2 separate regions of the Ovis aries genome follow, and region 2 is linked to region 1. The links are chromatin contacts, called in public Hi-C maps. All regions are on one chromosome and are shown on one strand. Each heading gives the region's core, a stretch centred on a gene start, on an enhancer-like site or on the middle of the called end of the contact. The rest is flanking DNA. Distances are from core to core; before and after follow the strand shown.

Region 1 (6,120 bases), core at 3,445-5,944:
CTCCTTGGAAGAAAAGCTATGACAAACCTAGACAGCATATTAAAAAGCAGACAAGTCACTTTACAGACAAATGTCTGTATAGTCAAAGATATAACTCTTCCAATAGTCACGTATGGATGTGAGTTGGACCATAAAGAAGGTCTAGCACAGAAGAACTGATGCTTTTAAACTGTGATGTTGGAAAAGACTTGAGAGTCCCTTAGACTGCAAGGAGATCAGACCAGTCAATCCTAAAGGAAATCAGTCCTGAATATTCACTGGAAGGACTGATCCTGAAGCTGAAGCTCCAATACTTTGGCCACCTGATGTGAAGAACTGACTCAATGGAAAAGACCCTGATGCTGGGAAAGACTGAAGGCAGGAGGAAAAGGGGGCAACAGAGGATGAGATGGTTGGATGGCATCACCAACTCAACGGACATGAATTTGAGCAAACTCCAGTAGATAGTGAAGGACTGGGAAGCCTGGCATGCTGCAGCATGCGGTCCCAAAGAGTCGGACACAACTTAGCTACTGAACAATGAACAACCTTCAAAACGCAATAAACTGAGATGCAATAAAATGAGGTGTAATTGTACTAAAATTCAGGTCCATTCCATTCATCTTTACTGGCATCAGGTGCTTTGCTAGGCATTCCTGGCACAAGAGAAAACAAAGCAGTCCCTGAGCTCAAGACACTTAGGAGCAGATTTACATGGAAAAGCAGGGCAAGCAGAAGAAAACCTTGTAGACTTGACACATCTACCTACAAAGGATTCCAGGTTAGCTGCCCGGGAGGCTGTCTGCCAAGGTCTCCCTCCACTGTCTCTGTTGCTGGAGAGCTAACTAGTCCCCACAAAGTTTCCCCAAGCTTCCCTTAGGAAACCTTGCCATCAGAGACCTACCAGGAATTCTGGTTTTTAAATTCCTCTCCTTACTACACTGTCCCGTAAGGTAGCCACCAGCCACAGGAAGCCAGCCTGTTTACACTTAAACAAATTTAAACGTGGGACTCCCCTGGTGGCTCAGTGGTAAAGAACCTGCCTGCCTGTGCAGAAGACAAGGGTTCAATCCTTGGGTTGGGTTCGATCCTTGGGTTGGGAAGATTCCCCTGGAGAAGGAAATGGCAACCCACTCCAGTATTCTTGACTGGGAAATCCCATGGACAGAGAAGCCTGGTGTGCTACAGTTCACAGAGTCGCAAGAGTCCGACACTACTTACTCACCAAACAACAGCAGCAACAAACAAATGCAATTAAACATTCATTCCTCCACATCCAACCACATCCCAGGCACTCAGTGGCCACTTGTGGCTAGTGCCCGGCACCCTGCAGACACAGAGCATCTCCATCACTCTCTAACAGCCTGGTGTGGGACATGACCTTCAACTTCATTTGGACCAACACCTAAGGGCTCCTACTAGGGGCCCATGCTGATGCCACAACTGAGCCTCACAACTAGATGTGAATGTGAACTTGAGCAGTAGACAAACCATGACAGTGGGGGACTTCCCTCATGTCCAGTGGCTAAGACTGTGCTTCCCCTGCAGGGAATGCAGGTTTAGTTCCTGGTCAGGGAAGTTCCATGAGCCATAAGGTGTGGCGGAAAAAAAAAAAAAAAAAAACACAATGGAACACCTGACAGGGAACAACCCACCAGCTGCCTTCACTCCCTTGGCTGTCTGGGTCCAAGGCCACCCTGGTCCAAGTCTGTAACCTCTGAGAGCCTCATTTTCCCCTATCTGTAAAATGACAGAGTTGGGCTGGGAGTTTCTAGGGGTCATTCCCATCTGACATTCTAGAACTCTGGATCAAACAAGGGAAAAAGCAATTTGTTAACAAGATATGAATTAGCATCACTAAGAATAAAACCAAAGAAAAAGGCTCTTCTGAGACTTTAAATGCTGTTGCAGAGCTTTCTTGTGGGGCTCAGTCATAACGAGGGTACATGGGACTTCCCTGGCAGTCCAGCTGTTAAGATGTGTCGCTTCCAATGCAGGGGGCACAGGTTTGATCCCTGGTTGCATCCAGAAAAGCAAAGAAGGAGGAGGCAGCACACCGCAGCGGATTGCTGTCCAAAGTTCAGGCTCTGAGGTAACCGGCTCCTTTTGTTTACAACTGCCCAGCACTGTGCCAAAGGCCTTTTATTTCACAGTGACATCAGGCACAAGGCAAGAATACTGACGTCTGAAGCCCACACCAGCAAGAGGCAGAACTGGGATGCCAACCAGGCCCTCAGCTTCCTGAGTCTGGGTCTCGCTTCTCAGACAAAAAGAGTTTCCATTTACTGACAAGGTGGAAGCCATTCTGCCAGGCCCTGGATAACACTTTGTTTAGCACCTGGAGCACACATGATAAAATGAGGGTCAAAAAGCTTGGCAGCTTCCAAGAGGCAGAGGCCATATTCACAGCTAGGCCTGGCACTGCCTTCCCCAGCCTTTAGAGCCCCTCTCCCTTCAACACCTCCTTCTGAACCAAGAGCATGGGACAACTCTTGTCTAGGATGGTGGGGGTTGTGGGATCCTCTCCCTGCTAGACTGTGAACTCCCTAAGCTGGGGACCCTCCCTAGGGGGATTTTACTCCTTGAAGGCAATCAGGGACACTTAATTAAATTCATGGCTGAGCTGCTCTAGGCCAGAAGGCTCCTCTTTCAACATGGGGTGTCTGCTCAGATGTCCTTAAAGGGCTCCACCCTGCTGCTACCTCCACTACAGTGTCCTGGGGTTTCTCTGGGCCAAGCCCTCGTGACCAGGGACCCCATCACAACCCCCTCCCACTCTCTTTGACAGTTGTGTTGGCCACCTGAGGCTCACCTCCACCAGGGATCACACCCTCGTGTCCCAAATCCAAAACAATGTGCCATTGTGAATACTGGAGAGGCAACCAGGTAAGCAGGCGTTATGAGCGAGAAGTATGGGCCCATGTGTAAGTGCCTAAGGCTGTTGATTAACTATATTAGAAGCTGGTTTTTTAAAAAGTACTATGTATAGATGGGCTATTCACCATCCTGATGAAGTATTAATAAAAGCCCAGCCTTCCATGAGTAGACTGAAATCAGTATCTGCTTTTGCAGAGAGCAGGTGGAAAACAGGTGGGTCTGGAGACAGGAGACCTATCAGGAGCTGCACCCTCTCCCTCCTCCTGTGGCTGGATGACCTTAAGAGTCTCCTGGGATCCCTGTCATCCACCCTCCCGGAAATGCCGGGCACACCAAACCAGACGCAAATAATGAACAAACCCTTTGCAAATGATGAGCTCCAAGGTCACCTGGCCATTATGAGGTAGAGACTGACCCCAAGGACCCGATTCCAGGCCTGTCTGTCTCTTACGATCAGTTACTTCGATTACCACCCCCCAAACCTGGAGTAGGCGGGGCCAGGACAGTCACACAGCCAATAACAAATCAATGGCACAAGGCTCTCTCAAAGATTTCCTCTCCCTAGAAAAGTCAAAACTGACCTTGAGGTCAGGACAGGACTCCGACTGAGTCAGAAGTAGGGCTGGGTTCAGGGGACCCCCACGGATCCAGCACAGCGAGCCTAGCCTTTGTCTCTTCCGAGATGTCAATATCCTCAGGAAATCAACTTGGCTTGAACCCAAAGTCAATGTGAATCTGAGGAGCCGAGCCCAAACAGGAAGGTGCTGTCACTGTCAGTGGTGCAGGAAGCACAGGCCCTGTGAGCCTGCAGGGCCTTCCAGACTCCTAGCCCTTCCTCAGCTCAGGCTATACCCGCTTCCGTTCTGTCCGAGGGAATGAAAGGTAACCTTGAGGTTACCCTGCTCCGGTCGGAAATGAGCCGGCTCGAGGTCTCCGGCATCCTCGGGCCCTCTACCCACAAGCACTGGTGGAGGAAGGCTGGGGTGGGCCCCTGACAAGCACCCTTTACCCCCATTCTGTAAGATGCTTCCGGGCTCAATGGACCATCCTCTGTTCTTAGCTCTGAGCTGTCAGAAGGGAAAGGTATTTCCTCTTTTTCCTGTTAACAGCCACCTCCTCCACACCAAAACCTGAGCAAGGTACTGCAAGGACTGCGTAACTGCAGCCCCTCGCCCACTCGGGCGCCTACTCCAGGGCTCAAAGGGTTCTGGCCGCCACCCAGCCGAGTGGGTTACCTGCGCCGCACATGTTCGGGGATCCGGATGGCTTTGCACCACCGCCCGGATAACGACCTCGAATAAGGGGTCTCAGTGGGACCTGGGGTGGGGCCCCTGCATGCTCAGGCACCCGGCGGGGCAGAGCTGGGCGGGGCGCGGGGTGCCGCGCTCCGACCCCCGCCCTGGGAAGGGCGCCGCGCCGCTTCCTTGCGCAAACGGCCTGCGTGACCGCGGCGCCGCCCAAGAGATGCGCCGGAGGCCGGCGCGGGGGCGCGCGGGGAGGCTGCCGGCTCTGTGGCATCTAAGGAGCATCCCGGCCGCGGCGGGCGGGGTCCGGAGGTGACTGGTTCGGCGGAGGCGGAGACTGGGTAGGGGAGGGCGTGGGGCCGGTGGGGGTCCGCCAGGCCCTCTGGCCGCCCGTCCGCCCGCCGCGCGCCCCTCTTACCGGCAGATCTGGATGGCAGACGGGGTCTCGGCGGCGGGGCCCGACATTGTGGCGGCGGCGGGCGGCTGAGGGAGCGCGCAGGTGTCTAGCAGGCCGGGCGCGGAATGAATGAGCCCGGGCGGCGCCATGGAGGGGGCGGGGGGAGGAGGAGCCATGGCGCCAGAGAGGCGGCGCCTGATCGCCAAAGGCGAATCGAACGCGGCCTCCCTCGAAGCTCCGCCCCGCATACCCGCCCTCGCCCCGCCCCTGGGCCAGCGTCCGCTCCCCCGGCGTCCGGTTCTGGCGGCGGCGGCGGGGCGCCGCTTCCAGAAGGTTCGGCGGCGGTTGGGCGGCGCCGGCATGGGACTGGGCGGCCGCGAGAGTGAGCCTCGGCCCGCGCCGAGCGTGTTCGTATGGGGATTTCCCCCGCCCGTGCCCGACAGTTCGTGAGCCTAGGGGCGCGCCCATCGCGCGGCGAGGCAGTACGCGGAGGCCTTGACTTCCGCGTGGGCTGAAAGGCCAGCGGGAGGCCGCGGCCGGCACGCGCCTTCTCAGATGAGCCCTGAGAGGAAATTTGGGGGGGGTTACCGTAAAGGAGCCTTCATGGCCGAGCCGGGAGGCACGTGAGTGCACCAACCTGGGAGCCCGGAACCATCAGGCTTCAGCGAGTGCTTCTGCTGCAGGGACACGCAGAAGCCGGGAACTGGGATCTGTCCACATCCCCCCGCTGGAAACCACCTCTGGGTCATTTCTGAAAGACTTGCCCAGAGAGCGGAGCCTTTGGTTAGCGATGCGTGTCCTGCAGAGAGAGGAGGCCTAAAGGTCTGTTATGTTGCACAACGCGTGCCCTGTAGTGCAATTCACGACCAAATCCACGCAAGAAATAGAGGAGAAGTGATCACTCTGCCTGCGGAATTTTGGAGAACTTTTTACTCCTTGTGAGACTTGACTTTCCGAGCTTTTTACCAGGAACGCAAATTACTTCTGTAGTCAGCTTTTAAAAATCAAAACCCACGGAAATCAACCTCTCCTATTTATTGTTGGTTGTTGATTGGCTAAGTCGTGTCCGACTCTCCTGCAACCCCATAGACTGTAGCCCTCTCACCTCCCCACCCCCATCAGGCTTATCTGTCCATGGGACTTCTCACGCAAGAATACTGAAGTGTGTTGCCCTTATTTTTCCTCCCCCCGTTTATACTAATTAAATCGCTGGAAGCATCTAAGGTCACCAAGCCTGTTTAACTTCTTCCAATATAGGTCCTGAAATAGATTTGTGATGGAACCCAGGAGCACTAGCAGGCTCTGCAGTGGTAGGCAAGGCAGATTCCTTATCTATAAAATGGTGTAATAATAGTCACCTTCCAGATCTGTGGGGAGATGAAATGAGTTCATCAGGGAAAGCAGGTGAAGAAGTTAGGGCCTTTCTTACTCTCTGTGCTCACCTTCCCTGCTCATTCCCACTCTCTAAACAGCCATTCTAGGACAGTCAGTACAAAGGGATGAGGATTTCCTGAAGCCCTGCCCTACATGTGTAGGTGGGCTCAGGACTGTGAGACTTGAAGATATTCTTTTCTTCAAAAAGCTCAAAATCTGATTGGGGGACAAAGCCAGGACACAAAAAAC
Region 2 (5,975 bases), core at 892-3,391, 45 kb before region 1:
TGGACAGAGGTTCATAAGAGGTTGTACAAGAGGTGGTGACCAAAACCATCCCCAAGAAAAAGAAATGCAAAAAGGCAGAATCGTTGTCTGAAGAGGCCTTACAAATAGCTGAGAAAAGAAGAGAAGCAAAAGACAAATGAAAAGGGAGAGATATATCCATGTGAATGCAGAGTTCCAAAAGAATAGCAAGGAGAAATAAAAGAAGCCTTCTTTTGTGAACAATGCAAAGAAAGGGAGGAAAACAATAGAATGGGAAAGACCAGAGGTCTCCTCAAGAAAATTAGAGATACCAAGGGAAGATTTCACGCAAGGATGGGCACAATAAAAGACAGAAACAGTGAGGACCTAACAGAAGCAGAAGAGATTAAGAAAAGGTGGCAAGAATACAAAGAACAGTACAAAAAAGGTCTTACTGACCCAGATAACCATGATGGTATGGTCACTTACCTAGAGCCAGATATCTTGGAGTATGAAGTCAAAACAGGCCTTATGAAACATTACTACAAACAAAGTTAGGGGAGATGATCAAATTCAAGCTGAGCTATTTCAAATCCTAAAAGATGATGCTGTGAAAGTGCTACACTCAATATGCCAACAGATTTGGAAAACTCAGCAGTGGCCACAGAACTGGAGAAGGTCAATATTCATCCCAATTCCAAAGAAGGACAATGCCTTAAAATATTCAGACTAATGCACAATTGCATTCATTTTATATGCTAGCAAGATAATGCTCAAAATCCTTCAAGCTAGGCTTCAACAGTACGTGAACTGCGAACTTCCAGGTGTATAAGCTGGATTTAGAAAAGGCAGAGGAACCAGAGATCAAATTGCCAACATCCACTGGATCACAGAAAAGCAACAGAGTTCCAGAAAAACATCTACTTCTTCTTCACTGACTATGCTAAAGCCTCTGACTGTATAGATCACAACAAACTTGGGAAAATTATTAAAGAGATGAGAATACCAGACCACCTCCTGAGAAACCCTGTATGCAGGTCAAGAAGTAACAGTTAAAATAGGACATGGAACAACAGACTGGTTCCAAATTGGGAAAGGAGTACATCAAGGCTGTGTATTGTCACCCTGCATATTTAACTTACATGCAGAGTACATCATGCAAAATGCCACACTGGATGAAGTACAGGCTGGAATCAAGATTGCCGGGAGAAATATCAATAACCTCAGATATGCAGATGACACCACCTCAATGACAGAAAGCCAAAGAGGATCTAAAGAGCCTCTTGATAAAGGTGAAAAAGGAGAGTAAAAAAGCTGACTTAAAACTCAACATTCGAAAGATGAAGATCATGGCATCCGGTCCCATCACTTCATGGCAAACAGATGGGGAAAAAGTGGAAATAATGACAGACTTTATTTTCTTGGGCTCCAAAAACACTGTGGACAGTAATTGCAGCCATGAAATTAAAAGTCGCTTGCTCCTTGGAGGAAAAGCTATGACAAACCTAGACAGCATATTAAAAAGCAGAGATATCACTTTGCTGACAAAGGTCCATCTAGTCAAAGTTATGGTTTTTCCAGTAGTCACATGTGAGTTGGACCATAAAGAAGGCTGTGCACCGAGGAACTGATGCTTTCGAACTGTGGTGCTGGAGAAGACTCTTGAGAATCCCTTGGACAGCAAGGAGATCAAACCAGTCAATTCTAAAGGAAATCAATCCTGAATATTCACCTGAAGGACTGATGTTGAAGCTGAAGCTCTAATACTCTGGCCACTTGATGCGAACAGCCAAGTCATTGGAAAAGACCCTGATGCTGGAAAAGACTGATGGCAGGAAAAGGGGCGACAGAGGATGTGCTGGTTGGATGGCATTATCAACTCAATGGACACGAGTTTGAGCAAGCTTCGGGAGATGGTGAAGGACGGGGAAGCTTGGTGTGGTGTGGTCCATGGGGTCGCAAAGAGTCGGACACAACAGAGTGACTGAACAACACACAGCCTCCTGAGCCCCTAGTGCCTTACTCCCAGTCCTGGGGCTTTTCCTTTTCTGCGTCCAGCCTCTCCTGCCAGCCCTGGCTTGGACCCTCAAAGTCTCTCTCAGGGGCTCGGCCCCTACCTCAGCCCCAGACCTTCAGGCCCAGGCCTGTCTTCCTCACAGCCACCAGAGGGCGCTCTCTGAATGTGACGGGTTAGCCCAGCTTCAAGGGCACTGAATCGATCTAAACTCTCAGCAGGCAGGAGAGCCCCTCCCTCACAGCAGGGTCCTACGCAACCCACCCCACTCCTCCCCATACTGAGGCCCCCAGGCCCACGTCCACCCCCCACACTTACCCCAGCCTGGTTCATTCTGCATGTACGTACCCTTACAGCGGTGCACACCCATGCACACATGCACACAGCCCATACGAGTGTGGAACTGGAGGACAGGGGCACGGTAGGTGGCTGGCCGAGGCCCACAGGATCCCGAGGGCAGGCTTCAGAGAATGTCAGGACCCCACAGGGCTGGGGGCCGGGCAGGACCTGGCAGGCTGCACGCCCAGCAGCTGCCCTGAAGCCCTGAGTCTCCAAGTCTGCCTCTGTCTGGGCAGCGGGCAGAGAGCAGCACCATGGCAGGAGCTGGTGCAGGCCTGCAGGCCCCGCAGCGCAGGAGCCATCAAGGGAAGAGCCCAGACTTGCCAGTGGACCCAGGGTGGGTCAAGCAGGGGACAGATCCGGGTGCAGGCAATGTGACACCCAGAATTAACTGCCGCCCACACAGGCTCTGAGAGGCTGGGGCCTCTCAGACTCAGGGAGCCACAACTCTCCCCACACGCAGGGAGAGGGGCTGAAAAGGTGTCTCTCAGCTTAGTTTCTGGGGGTCCCCAGCCTCCCTTCAATGAGCCCCAAACCAAGTGCCAATCCAAGAGGTCCCTGGTCCAAGGCCAGGGGTTCCAGAAGCCCCAAGGCTCAGGGAAGAGGGAGGGGCACGCTCCAGGCCCAGGCTCCACTCAGACTCCTGCCCTGACCCCACAGAGTACGACACGGGCGGAGGGGACTGCCTGGATCTCGCAGAGCCCTGGCCGGGCTGGCGGAGGGTCCCCAGACGCCTACCCCGTTCTGGCTGTTGCAGTGCCGGGTGCTGATGATGGCTCCTGCTTCCTCGATCATCTTCAGGACGGTCCCTCCGTGCACATTGCCGGCCACGTTGGCGTCATCCGGCCGCATGATCCTGGGGGGAGAAGAGAGAGGATGAGCCTCTGGCAGGATGTTACTCATGAACAGCAGTGACCCCAGGGAGAAGGCCCTCCAAAGGCCTGATGGCTCCCAGAGAAGGAAAAGGACCCCCGCTCACTGTGGGGTGCTGATCTGACGGCCAGACAAGGGGCTGCAGCGTCGTGTTTCCACCAGGGGGGAGAGCAGGGGGGACCTTCCTGCCCTAGGGTCCAGGCACCCAGCCTGCCAGAGGGAGAAGGCCCCTGCCCTGGCAAGAAGGGATGGCGAGGACCTTCTGCAAAGGCCATGACGGTGACATTGAGGCAGCCCGGCCGTGGGGTGCTCAGCACGCCTGCCCCTCCTGGCTCCCAGGACCCGCAGTGACCCACAGAGCTGAATGAGCAAGGACACAGCTATGACCCTTGGAGAAAGCACACATTCCCAGGACCACCGTCTCTGTCAGGAGTCCCAGAGGAGCTGGCCTCCTGTGGCCACGGATATTCTGAGAACTGCAAACAAATCACAGCATCCAGACCTTCGACAGCAAGACAAAACATGATTGCTGCCTGCCCCCAGGGCTCCAAGAGAGCGCCCGAGGGGTGGGCTCCCTGGAGTTGAGAGCTAGGAACTCCCCAAGGTCAGGAGGGACTGAAATCATCCCGTTACCCCCAGAGGAAAAGCCATGTCTTTGCAGAGGTCAGCAGCAGGGAAGCCCTGTGAAATCCCTGGAGTCCCAGAAAGCCAGCCTGGTGCTCCTACCTTGGACAACCCCATGGAGCTTGGCCCTCTCCCAGATACCAATCTGTCTGGCTGATGAACTCTGTCTCCCTAGCCTCAGGCCTGGAGGCGGGCACCAGGCACTGAGTGAGTGTGCAGTTTCCAGGTGCCCGGCATCACTTGGGCCCACCCACCCTGCTCCAGTCTGCTGGCCAGCGTGGCCCTAGAGGCTGGACCCCCAACTCTGGGCCATGGAGCTCCAGTGCCCTCCCGGTCTGGCTCCTTCCAGACTTGGAGGCTAAGCCAGGCAGCCTCAGAGATGGTTTCCGTCTCCCAGTCTTACTGGCTGGGTGACCTGAGCAAGCTGCCAAAACCCAGCCACCTCTACATTCTCATCAGTACAAGAGGAACAACAGCATCACTGCACTTGACTATGGGAAAGACTGAACCACGAGATGGCACAGATAAGGAGCCTGGCACACAGTCAGCAACATGAACACTCACGAGCACTGCTTCCTCCTTCCCTAAGCGCCAGCCAGAAGCCGCAGGAGGGCTGGAGCCTCCAGCATTCAGTCACCGATGCCATTTTCTGGGGAGACCAAAGGCTGTCTGGACCTGTTGCCCACCCCCAAAGTCACCCCTTCAGCCTAGGGGACACTCAGGACCCCTACTTCTCACCTGCATCACTGGCTCAAGGGCAGCAGCCACGGTCGCCCGGAGAGTGGCCCGGGGAACCCCCAGAGCACAGGAAAGGAGCCTCATTTGGCTTCTCAAATGCTTATTTTAAAAGATTTTTGAATCAACTCAAAATAGATTAAAACCTTGAACAGAAGACCCAAAGCCAGAAAACTCCTAGGAGAAGATGTAGGCTGTAGCAATGATTTTTTCGATTTGACATCAAAAACAAAGGTTAAAGAAGGAAAAAAATACATAAGTGAGACTACATCAAACTAAAAGACTCCTGCACAGCAAAGGAAGTCATCAGTCAAATGAAAAGATAACCTGTGGGATGTGAGAAAGTATCTGCAAATCATGTATCCAATAAAGCATTAATATCCAAAATACACAAAGAACTCATAAAATTCAAAAGCAAAACAATCCATTTAAAAAATGGGCAGAGGACTGGAATGGACATTTTCTCAAAAGAGACATACTGATGGTCAACAGGCCCGTGAAAAGACACTCAACATCGTTAACCATCTGCTGCCAAGTCACTCAGCTGTGTCCAGCTCTGTGCGACCCCATGGACTGTAGCCCACTAGGCTCCTCTGACCAAGAGGAGAATACTGGAGAGGGCCTCCATATCCTTCTCCAGGGGATCCTGTCGACCCACAGATCAAACCCGTGTCTCTTATGTCCCCTGCATTCGCAGCCAGGTTCTTTACCACTAGTGCCACTTGGGAAGTCCCATTAACCATCAGGGGAACACAAACCAAAACCACAGTCAGATACCACCTCACATCTGTCAGAATGACTGTTATCAAAAAGAAAAGAAATGTGTGTTGGCAAGGATGTAGAGAAAAGAGAACCCTTGGGCACTGCTGATGGGAATGTAAATTGGTACAACCCCTGTGGAAAACAGCATGGAGATGCCTCAAAAAATTCAGACTCCAACTACCATATGAACTAGCAATCCCACTTCTGGGTACTCATCAAAAGAAAACGAAATCACTACCTCAAAGAGATATCTACGGGACTTCCCTGGCAGTCCCGTGGTTAAGAATCTGCCTTTCAATGCATACCTGGGCTCAATCCCTGGTTGGGGAACTTAGACCCCATATGCCAAAGGGCAACTAAGCCCATGCGCCATAACTAGAGAGCCCTAGCACCGGAACAAGATGCCTGAGCACCGCAACAAAGGAACCAAGGCAGCCAGAAATGCATTATAAAGATGGTGTCTTCACCCCCACGCTCACCGTGGCATTATTTACAGTAGTCAAAACATGAAACAACCGACCTGCCCACTCACAGACAGATGAAGCAGATGAAGAAGATGTGGCATGTGTGATTACAGAGCCTCTTGACGAAGGTGAAAGAAGAGCGAAAAAGCTGGCTTAAAACTCAACATTCAAAAAACTGAAATCATGGCATCCAGTCCCATCATTTC

What was found. Hi-C and Micro-C count contacts between places; a contact is called where the count stands out from the background.
Region 2: a contact with region 1 is called in a Hi-C map of liver, with 2.8 times the contacts expected there. The contact joins the enhancer-like site here to the promoter of ACOT7 in region 1. A contact is called at or near these places in 8 of 16 Hi-C or Micro-C datasets (blood, liver, muscle and 2 more).

The regions. Positions count from the first base shown.
Region 1 is chr12:46,327,826-46,333,945 of ARS-UI_Ramb_v3.0, reverse strand. ACOT7 (acyl-CoA thioesterase 7) reads right to left here and starts at 4,694. Exons shown (of 9, transcript XM_015099249.4): 1 at 4,519-4,694. The coding sequence starts at 4,673.
Region 2 is chr12:46,370,142-46,376,116 of ARS-UI_Ramb_v3.0, reverse strand. ACOT7 (acyl-CoA thioesterase 7) reads right to left here. Exons shown (of 9, transcript XM_015099249.4): 2 at 3,050-3,167. Among named protein-coding and RNA genes, the nearest start is that of TRNAE-UUC, 34 kb to the right of the region's middle. Within about 2 kb of position 2,141, at least 7 of the 54 cell types and tissues checked have an H3K27ac peak or open chromatin away from gene starts, as enhancers often do. A contact at or near this core is called in liver, where this site is marked.